Linked DNA regions of Podarcis muralis: region 1 is linked to region 2. Evidence: chromatin contacts called from public Hi-C data. All regions are on one chromosome and are shown on one strand. Each heading gives the region's core, a stretch centred on a gene start, on an enhancer-like site or on the middle of the called end of the contact. The rest is flanking DNA. Distances are from core to core; before and after follow the strand shown. Region 1 holds the start of TRA2B (transformer 2 beta homolog). Region 2 holds the start of PTTG1IP (PTTG1 interacting protein).

Evidence for each region. A called contact is a pair of places that touch in the nucleus more often than the background predicts.
Region 1: a Hi-C map of blood shows a contact between it and region 2, with 6 times the contacts expected there. The contact joins the promoter of TRA2B here to the promoter of PTTG1IP in region 2. A contact is called at or near these places in 2 of 3 Hi-C or Micro-C datasets (blood and tail).

The regions. Positions count from the first base shown.
Region 1 is chr6:38,563,354-38,568,780 of rPodMur119.hap1.1, reverse strand. It overlaps TRA2B (transformer 2 beta homolog), which reads right to left and starts at 2,564. Exons shown (of 9, transcript XM_028730835.2): 1 at 2,301-2,564. The coding sequence starts at 2,336. It overlaps LOC144327980 (a long non-coding RNA gene), which reads left to right and starts at 2,460. Exons shown (of 2, transcript XR_013393170.1): 1 at 2,460-2,544; 2 at 3,420-3,811.
Region 2 is chr6:38,281,532-38,286,340 of rPodMur119.hap1.1, reverse strand. It overlaps PTTG1IP (PTTG1 interacting protein), which reads left to right and starts at 1,460. Exons shown (of 7, transcript XM_028731841.2): 1 at 1,460-1,858. The coding sequence starts at 1,747.

The sequences.
Region 1 (5,427 bases), core at 1,315-3,814, 280 kb before region 2:
TAGACTTTACATTCAGTATTAGATGGGGTCCAATCTAAACTGAACTGTAGTTTAAGGAAAATTTATCAGCAGGAAAAAGATGTGCATGCTACTGCAAGCCAGTTCCAGTGCCTATAGCCAAGTGATCAATGTAATTTGTAATGTTTGCCACATGCACACACTAATAGTTTTTGTTGTTGATGTATCCCTAAAAATGTAACATGGAAACAGTACCACTCTTTGAGCAATACTTTCTTTTCTTGCTGACCTCACCATCTCCGTCTCAACATGGGAGGTAACCACTTTGTTAGAGGGAATTTATAGCTCACACAAGCATAAGTGCATCAGAAATGGGAAGCAAACAAACTAGAAAGGTTTCCTCTCCTTAAGTCATTCCTTCCTAGCTCTGTTGTTTTTGTGCATACATGAACACGAATCTCTATGATCATAGAATCTCTTTATGATCAGAGTTAACAAATTATCATAACTTTACCTTCAGCAATTTACCAGCTGACTAGCTCCCATCTGAAAGAGTCTCAATCAATTCATGCAATGCCCAATAACACGAATAAATTGCACACTCCTTTACAGTTAGCAGCTGTTTGTGCAAGATTAATATGGCAAAAGAGACTATACATTTGAACTGGAAGTATACTTGGCCATTTTACTTCTTTCATAGCATTTGTGGGTTCACTTCTTCCCCCCTCCATCACTTGCTCATTCCCTCTAAGCAAAAAAGTGACTTTTTACAATGCAGCTTTCAACAGAAGCCAACTCACAAAACAATCCAATCCACCAAGCCTGAGGAGGTGTGGATGGAGCAGTGGTATCCCTTTAGCCAGTACTGCCTGTGGGAGAACATCACAGCAAGGGATGTCCTACTGCATCTGCCCAAAGGTGGTAATCAGAACAATCCTCAAAGGTAATCAGCACAAGGTAATCCTCCTTCCTCAAAAAAAGTTGGGTGTTTTGGAGCCAAGCATCACATAATTCACTGGATGATGGGATTGCAACAGACCTGACTTGCACCCATTTGCTGTGATACTGGAAGCTGGCATAACAAAGAGGCAACCCCACCTCCTTTCTGCTTGAATGGTGAAGCTGTGGCTCCCACCACGGAAGCCAGGGGTCTAAAATGCCTCCTTGGCCTACAGTCAAGAGAACCTGTAAAGTTGGTCTGTATAAGCTACAGACATCACTATATCATACATTATCACTTGATGCACACACTCAAAAGTATTTTCTTGCATAAGCTTTTATGCCTCTGCATGAAATTCAGCAATATCATTCCAGGACTGGGGTCTTTATTACTGCTTATAACACACATAACCTAAAGAGCACAGTGCAACTTGAAATGCAGATTCCAGCACTTTGACCAATTAGCTCAACGAAACCTAATGCTCCACTTATTCTAAAGTTCCCGTTCAAAAAAGTACCTTCCATTAAGCATTTAGGGTACCCAAGTTAGCCTGTTGAATTAGAAAAGTTCTTTTGCACTTTATTATGGCATAAGGTTTTGTGGACTTCATGAAAGCAAAAACCGCAAAAAAATGTTTTCATTCGTTAAGATACCCTAAGGTTTTGGCCTGTTTATTTTAAATAAAGTACACTGGAAGCTATTCGATAGCCAGAAATTTGTTCCACGTGAAATGCTGAGTGCGACCGTTAAGCTCAACGTAGAAGCGTCACGGGAACGATCCCTTTGCCATCCAGGCCAATCGAGACTGGTGCAGCTATCCTCTCCGCACGCCCGGGTGCAGAGTCCCAAGCACGTTAGCAAGGCTGCGGAAAGGGCCGGACTCTTTCCCGCGTTAGCCTCTTTCTGGGTTGAAGCATCGCCGGGGCCAGAGCCCTGCCACTTTCTCTCCCTCTCTAGAGGGAGCCGCAGCCGAGGCGACGAAGGCGCTTTTCGCATCCCCGCTCCTCTTAAGTCCTGCGCGGCCATTTTGTCCCCGCGGCGGCGCGCTCATTCGGGTCACCAGCCCCAAGATGGCGCCGGGAGTGGGGCTCGCCGCGGAGCGCTACGTCAGAGCGCAACCGCTTCGCAGGAAACGGCGGGCCATTTTCTCGCGCCAAACCGACACGCAGCGCGATAAAGTGGCGGGGGGGGGGCGGAAGGGAGATAAGCAGCGGGTGCCGCTAAGCCGCTTCCCGCCTCCTCATTCCCCGCCCCGCGTGTACCTTCATCCCAAAGGCAGTTTTTTTCGCGCCCGGCCCGGAGGAGTGGGGGGGAGGGGGAGGAACGAACTAAAAACAAGGCCCGGCTCCGTCTCTCCACCAAGCGGGCCGCCTATGCTGCGCTCCCAGGCTCTGCGTATTACCCGCTCGCCGTAGTTCTGCTCCCCGCTGTCGCTCATCCTCCCGCCTCGCAGCGCTGGACGCCGACCGCGGTTGCTACAGCCAAACCGTCCGTTCGCGAGCCTTCTCCGCAGAGGAAGTGACGACGTCACAGAAGCCCCGCCTCCGCGCGAGAGCGAGCGCCCGCCGTCTCGCTCGGAGCTTCCGGCGCTAGGAGGAGGGCGGGGGAGAAGCGAGCCTGCCCCGCGATAGTTGGTGGCGCTCGGCGTAAGTGATCGCCCTGCCGAGTAGCTGTGACCAGTTCAGCACCCGCGCGCGTGTCGTCTGTGTGCTCGCGCGGAGGGGTTGGGGGTCGTCTCCCCTGTGTTTTACTTCGCAGTCACCGTTGTTTTGAGTTTCAATACCATTTTATAAACTCGTGGCCTTGGTCTTTGCTATTGTGAACACTCTTGCTCGCCACCCCAGTCTTGAGAGTTGCGGGATTCCAGGGGTTCGGTTTCCTTGTCTTACAAGAATTTCAAGGTCTCAAATATAGAATAAATACTCATAAATGCACACATATCTAAATATATGAGCCATGTGTCTGAAATAGTATGGGAGAGCAATCCTGAAACCATTTTGACTCTCCCAGTGATCTCAAATATTCCTCTGCAGTAAGGGAGGCAAATGGAGAAAGCCTTCCCATTGTCTTTTTGCTTGCAAATCCTGTCTTAAGGGCGTATTTGTGTATGAATAGGGTGAGCCTGTGACCTGGATTCAGATCCTAATAATATTAAACATCACAAAAGAATGGCCAGACTACCCAGGTAATGCAACCAGTGACCATTATTAGGTATCCTGGCAGGCAGGATTTTTGCTGTGGATCGCCTCCTGTGATGTACGTATGATGTTTTTGGGGGCGGTCTTGGACTACAGAGTAAGCAACAGTTCCTTTAATAAAGATCAGGCTTATTAGCCACTTTGCTTCTAAATATACTATGGTTGGCCTCTGTTGTTTTCTCCTACCGATAGGTAACCCACTTATACGGAAAAACCCATAAGGGAAAGGGAGCAGTTTTTCTTATAACACTTGGAATGAGGGATAGAGGAGAGAGTGGTACCTTTAGGATATACGATTTACTTACATACTGTGCTTTTTTCAGGGGATGATGACAACTCGGGGGTATGCATACCCCTAAACATTTTGTGAATCTTTGTACTTTTGTCTCCACCCCCATCGTTCTACCCGGACACTGAGGTCCAGCACCAAGGGCCTTCTGGCGGTTCCCTCACTGCGAGAAGCCAAGTTACAGGGAACAAGGCAGAGGGCCTTATCGGTAGTGGCGCCTTCCCTGTGGAACACCCTCCCACCAGATGTCAAAGAGAACAACTACCAGGCTTTTAGAAGACATCTGAAGGCAGCCCTGTTTCGGGAAGCTTTTAATGTTTGATGTATTATAGTATTTTAATATTCCTTTGGAAGCCGCCCAGAGTGGCTAGGGAAGCCCAGCCAGATGGACGGGGTATAAATAATAAATTATTATTATTATTATTATTATTATTATTATTATTATTATTATGTCTATTTACTGTATTTATTTTTCCTGATTTGAACTATAAAATGATGATTTTCTTGAGTCAAAATGAGAGTACCCCTAAACATTTTTAAAGAAAAAAAGCACTGCTTACAGATATACAGTGTGTAAATCCCCCTGGATTTATGGGGTGCTATTCCCTGGCCATACATCTTTTGAGTCATAAACAAGCAGTTGAACTGCTGAGGGCTGGAGAGGTTATGATGATTCCTCCTCAACTACTGCCACTGGCTGTGGACTGCTTGTGATGTCACAAAAGCACATGGGAGCTGAGTAGCTATATAAAGGTGGACCAACACACACACACACACACATACATATATACATACACACAACCTGAGCCTATGATGGAGGGGCTCTCAGCATCAACATTTCAAGGAGGTCTTGCTTCTACCAGTCACAGCCTTGGAATCCAAAGAAATCAAGCATGGGTCTTACTCTCTGGCTTCTGCCTGCTTCTAGCCCAGGTGACAGGCACACAGCTCTGGCCTTTGTCTTTCTAACTACCAGTCAGGTGAGGGAGGGCCCCCCTACTCGCTTGTCCTCTGACACAAAGCCACTTCCTTTGTTACACTAAGGACACTACTTAGGGCCATAAACTCACAGCAATACTTTGGTATCCTGGATAACACCTGTCAGAAACCAAGATCCAACCTTCAAACAAATCATGTTGAACTGGGTTATAAAAAGTAATTGAATGGCAAAAATAGGACATTTATTTATTCATTAATCCATCTTTCATCAATAGAACTTGGGGCTCTGAAGGTTCCCATATAGGCACTGAGGAGACTCGCATGTGCTTCGCTTCATTAAGGTTGTTGCATAATGTGCAGTCAGCCCATATTTCCAAAGATAGAATAATATACACATCAGCATTGTATGGCACAATCTCCCTTAACCTAGTGCCCTCTAGAAATTTTGGACAACTCCCATCAGCTTATCCATCTAAGGCAGGTAGGCAGTCTTTTTTCAGCTGCAGTCCCATTTTACTCTTTCTACCACACTATCCCCGCCCCTTTTCTCTCTCCCACTCTGCCCAGCAAGTTACTGGAGAGGGGACAGATTGTCCTTGAAAGAGGTCTGAACTTGCAGATGATTTTTTAAATTAGACTGAGGCTTACAGGCTGTACAGACCTGATCTAAGAAATGGCATACAGAGGCCTTAAGGACATCTTGTCCCCTCCTTGAGTGCTTTTGCCTGGTTAGGATGTTCCCTTAAATGCCATTGTGCCTTTTGTGTAACTGGATAGAGTAGGTGGTGGTGTAGAAATTTCTGGAATGGAGCCCACTGTACAAAGTAAGAGTCACATTCATCACTCTGTTCCCCATTTTAACTCCCCACTCCCTGGCATGTGTTACCTGGGATGTTGACACAAAGGGCTGCAGCCATTGAAAAATACCTTACCCCCTGGGTTTATGGGGTGCTATTCCCTGGCCATACATCTTTTGAGTCATAAACAAGCAGTTGAACTGCTGAGGGCTGGAGAGGTTACAGTGGTGCCCCGCAAGACGAATGCCTCGCAAGACGAAAAACTCGCTAGACGAAAGGGTTTTCCGTTTTTTGAGTCGTTCCGCA
Region 2 (4,809 bases), core at 211-2,710:
AGGACCACTGGATGGTTAAGTCCAGTCAAAGATGACTATGGGGTGCGGCACTCATCTCGCTTCAGGCCGAGGGAGCCGGTGTTTGTCTACAGGCAGCTTTCCAGGTCATGTGCAGTGGAACACCATGACGGAAGCCAGAGCGCATGGAAACGCCGTTTACCTTCCTGCCACAGTGGTACCTATTTATCTACTTGCACTGGTGTGCTTTCAAAGTGTTAGGTTGGCAGAAGCTGGGACAGAGCAACAGGACCCCACCCCGTTGCACGGATTTGAACTGCTGACCTTCTAATTGGCAAGCCTAAGAGACTCAAGTGGTTTAGACCACAGCGTCACCCGCATTCCTGCCAGGATAAAGGACCCACCTAGGTGGTGGGATGCTGAAACTCCCCACCTGAAATTGGCACCAGCACCATGCAGTATATATATATATATTTTTATTTAACAACTACCCTGTAGAAGAGTACTGGTGACCTCAAAAGCTTGCTTAATTTTTAATTGGTCCTAATACTCAAATTATGCAACTATTGCTGTTTGGATATTTCCCAATGGACCAACAAGGCTGATTACTTTAATCAACGATGATTAAAACCAGAGCAGCACAAAAGCTGATGTCTGACAGAACTTGCCCTGGGTAAGAGACATATAAATGGGACGAGGGGTACCATAGATCTGGGACAGAGTTCAAGCTTTGCACAGGAGGCAGTGAGGACCACCAACTAGGATGACTTTCAGAGGATTAGATAAATTAACGGAGGACAAGTTAATCTCAATAGCTATTAGTCACGATGAGGGCTATGGAGGAGGCTCCTTTTACCTTCGTGCAGAAGGTCTGTAGTTTGGTCCCTGGCACCCCTACCCCGTGTGTGTCACCCCCCACCCCCTTAAAATGGATCAGGGAAATGTGATGAGAAAGACTCCGCACTGCTTTATGCTATTGCAGTGCAAGCCTTGCCACGTGCTTCGCGAGCCCCAAGTCCCAACTTCAATCCCTTGTGTGTCTCCAAGGAGGTAGAGCTGGGAAAGAAAGACTCCTCTCTAAATCCTTGAAGTGTCACTGAGCTAGACGGATCAACGAGGGGGAGACTTGTGCAAGGCAGCTTCCATCCCGTGCAATCACAATGCTGTGTAAACCCCCCCAAGTCACTCAATTCGGCGGCGCGGCGGGCTTCTGCTCCTCCTTTCCGCGCGCGAGAGGACAGGGCGCATCGCAGAAATGCCGGTACAGTAATCTGAACAGGGAACGCCTGGACTCCCAACGGCTGCTATCCGCCGCTGCTGCGGCCATGATGAGGGGCGCCAAAGAGCCTTGATGAGAGAGGGAGAGCGCGCGCGATTGGGCGGCACCTAGAAAGCGCTTTGCCAGCAGCAGTGTAGCATTCGTCCTTCGGCGCGGTTGTGATGGTTACGGCTTCCTTGCGGGAGCGCGCGTTCCCTCGGCCCCACCTTTCGGGGGGGGGGGGAGCTGCCCTGTTGTCCCGCCCAGCGCGCGCTCCCGCCCCGTCAGTGAGGAGGGCGCGGGTGGAGACCGGCCTGAGCTCGAGAGCGCGACTGTGCGTGTGTCACGGCGGGTGTGGGTGTGTTTGTTTCCTGTTGAACTCGGAGTACTGAGGAGAAAGAAGCGCAGTGAAAGCAGAAAAGTGTGTGTGTGTGTGTGTGTGTGTGTGTGTGTGAGAGAGAGAGAGAGAGAGAGTGTTTCCTGGCGCCAGAAGAAGAGGGAGCCTGGCTTTGCGGGGCGCTTTCTCCGCCATGGGCCGCCACTGCCTCCGAGCCTCTCCGCGGCCGCTTCTCCTACTCTGCGTCCCGCTGCTCTTCGCTGTCGCCCGCGGAGCCCCCACGCCCGGGCCCGGGGAGCAAGCAGGTGAGAGACCTCGGCCGTGGCGCCCCTCGGGGGCAGGGAGTTGTGGGCGGCCGAGGCAGCCGCGGTAGTCTCCCTCGGCAGCCCCGGCCCGCTCCTTTCCCCGCCCCTCGCCGCTTGAAAACGCCGATCGCGCGGCTCTCCGGTGTGGCCCCCGGAGGGCCCGTGCGTTCTTTCTCCTCTCCCCTTTCCAAAACAGCGCCTCGTTTCCGACGAGGAGCGGCGGCGCCGGGGCTTGCCGTGATTTGTTTTATTTTGTTAGCTTTATTGCCCTCTGTGACGCGTTGCCGGGGATCCGAAGTGTTTTCCTGAAAGTTTGTTTTTATGGCCCCGTACGCGCGATACCTGGAAAGCCCGTTCGAAACGCAGCGGTGGGAATGCGCGGGGACAAAGCCTATAAACTATGGGCGTAGCCAAGGGGGGGCACCTGCCTCCCCAGTCAAGTACAGTACTGTAAAGGATTGAAAATATTTAACTGAGGTTATGACCCCCCCCCCAACATGAAGCCTGCCCCCCATGTTAAAATACCGTACTTAACTGACCAGATACCTAGGTCCCGTCCCCCCCCCCCCAAAGTCATGGTTATGCCTATGCTCTATAACCTAAGGGCTGCAATGTGAAAGGGTGCCTCAGCAACATTGCAGATTGGCTGCCCACCTCACCCCACAATGTGTCTTGAATCCAAGCATCATCGTCATTATTTTTAAAAATAGAGATGGAAAACTTATCTTAAAAGGGGGCTTCTTTTTTCTCACATGAAAGGGAATTCCTCCCACAACATATTCCTGCTTCAGAACCACAGTGGTAAAAAGGTAAAGGTACCCCTGCCCTTATGGGCCAGTCTTGACAGACTCTAGGGTTGTGCGCTCATCTCACTCTAGAGGCCGGGAGCCAGCGCTGTCCGCAGACACTTCCGGGTCACATGGCCAGCGTGACAAAGCTGCTCTGGCGAGCCAGCGCAGCACACACGGAAACGCCATTTACCTTCCCGCTAGTAAGCGGTCCCTATTTATCTACTTGCACCCGGGGGTGCTTTCAAACTGCTAAGTTGGCAGGCGCTGGGACCGAGCAACGGGAGCGCAACCTGCTGCGGGGATTCGAACCGCCGACCATGCGATCGGCAAGTCCTAGGCGCTGAGGTTTTACCCACAGCGCCACCCGCGTCCCTAACTACAGTGGTACCTCAGGTTAAATGCGCTTCAGGTTACATACACTTCAGATTACAGACTCTGCTAACCCAGAAATAGTACCTCAGGTTAAGAACTTTGCTTCAGGATGAGAATAGAAATCGTGCTCTGGCGGTGGGAGGCCCCATTAGCTAAAGTGGTCTTCAGGTTAAGAACGGACCTCCGGAATGAATTAAGTACTTAACCCGAGGTACCACTGTAATTTTTTACACACATGCAAGTTTGATTGCCTAAGATTTATGAAAACTGGTGACAGCTCTAAAAAACTACTGGATTTAGCGGCTTGAGAAAGCACTGGTGTAGTCAGTGTCTGGTCTCTGTTCTTGTTCGTTTGCATTCCTTAAGTTGGAACTGAAGCATTAGATTTACCATAAGTGAGTAAGGTTGGTTTCTTTAGTCTCTGAATTTGAGACTGAGTTCATTTGTTCAGTGAGCTAATGTTATGTGTTTGCCAGGCAATAAATAGTTGTAGCAAAACTCCTGATATCCAGCCATGTGATACAGATTAGTTGCTCCTTAGCACACTTTGATCACTTGATTGTATAAAGAGTGCTAATGGTTAATGTGGGAACTTCAGATCTCTGGAGAAACTGCAAGTCCAAAGTTGGCTGTTGTACAGTGATACCTCGGGTTAAGTACTTAATTTGTTCCGGAGGTCCGTTCTTAACCTGAAACTGTTCTTAACCTGAAACACCACTTTAACTAATGGGGCCTCCTGCTGCTGCCGCACCGCCGCAGCACGATTTCTGTTCTCATCCTGAAGCAAAGTTCTTAACCCGAGGTAATATTTCTGGGTTAGCGGAGTCTGTAACCTGAAGCGCATGTAACCCGAGGTACCACTGTAGTTCGTTCTGGGCTATTCCTTGTGTGGTCTTGGGATAACAGGGATGCCATTTCTGAATTTAATGATGTGCCAAATTGCTGTATGCAAAAAAGTTTGTTTAGGGTTGAAAATAGTGGGGTTTACCCTTATAAGCATGAATGGCATTGTTCTGGTGCTTGTAAGAAGCACCATGCCATATGCTTTGCATACAGAAGGTTCAGTCCCCTGTCATCCCCAGTTAGAAAGCTCATATGGTTAATGTCTAACTTAGTATAAGTTATCCTATATTTCTGGTGTCAGTTTTCACTTGAGTAAAATACATGATAGGATATGGCTATAGCATTGCTTTCATAGTTTACCTCAGTCACCTGCATTCACTAGTTCATTTGAACTGTGTGTGGGCATAGGGGCATTTCACTTCCTTTAACCCAGATGTTTCCTTGGCCAGCAGTTGCGACTGAGTTGAAAACATTGTGCAGATGCTGGAAACCAAGATGAGTGCCCTGTTGCTAAACCACTTCCTTGTAATTGAGCTAAACCAGGCTGTGTCATGTGCTCAGGGTTGTTCTAGAAGACCCTTGCTTAGAACCTTATTCTGTAAAGTTGATTGCTAAACATGACCTCATTAATCAACTGCACAATTGTACTGACACTAAATGTCGACTCTTAATGGCATCATATTACACCTACTTTGTGTACCTACCTGAGAGCAGTTCAGCACAGCATATATATACAAGTAAATAATAACCATACAGTAGTTTAGAAGTTTCCTCTTTGCCTGAATTTTAATGTCTAAGAAATGATTGTTGCAAATTATGGGAATGAATTTTGGACTGTCTTAATTTTCTGTCCTAAAATAGGAAGTAAATGTTTACAACCATAAGCAACTTGGCTTAGATTCCTGGCATCAGGGAATCCCACAAACTTCTACAAGTAGAGTTCAT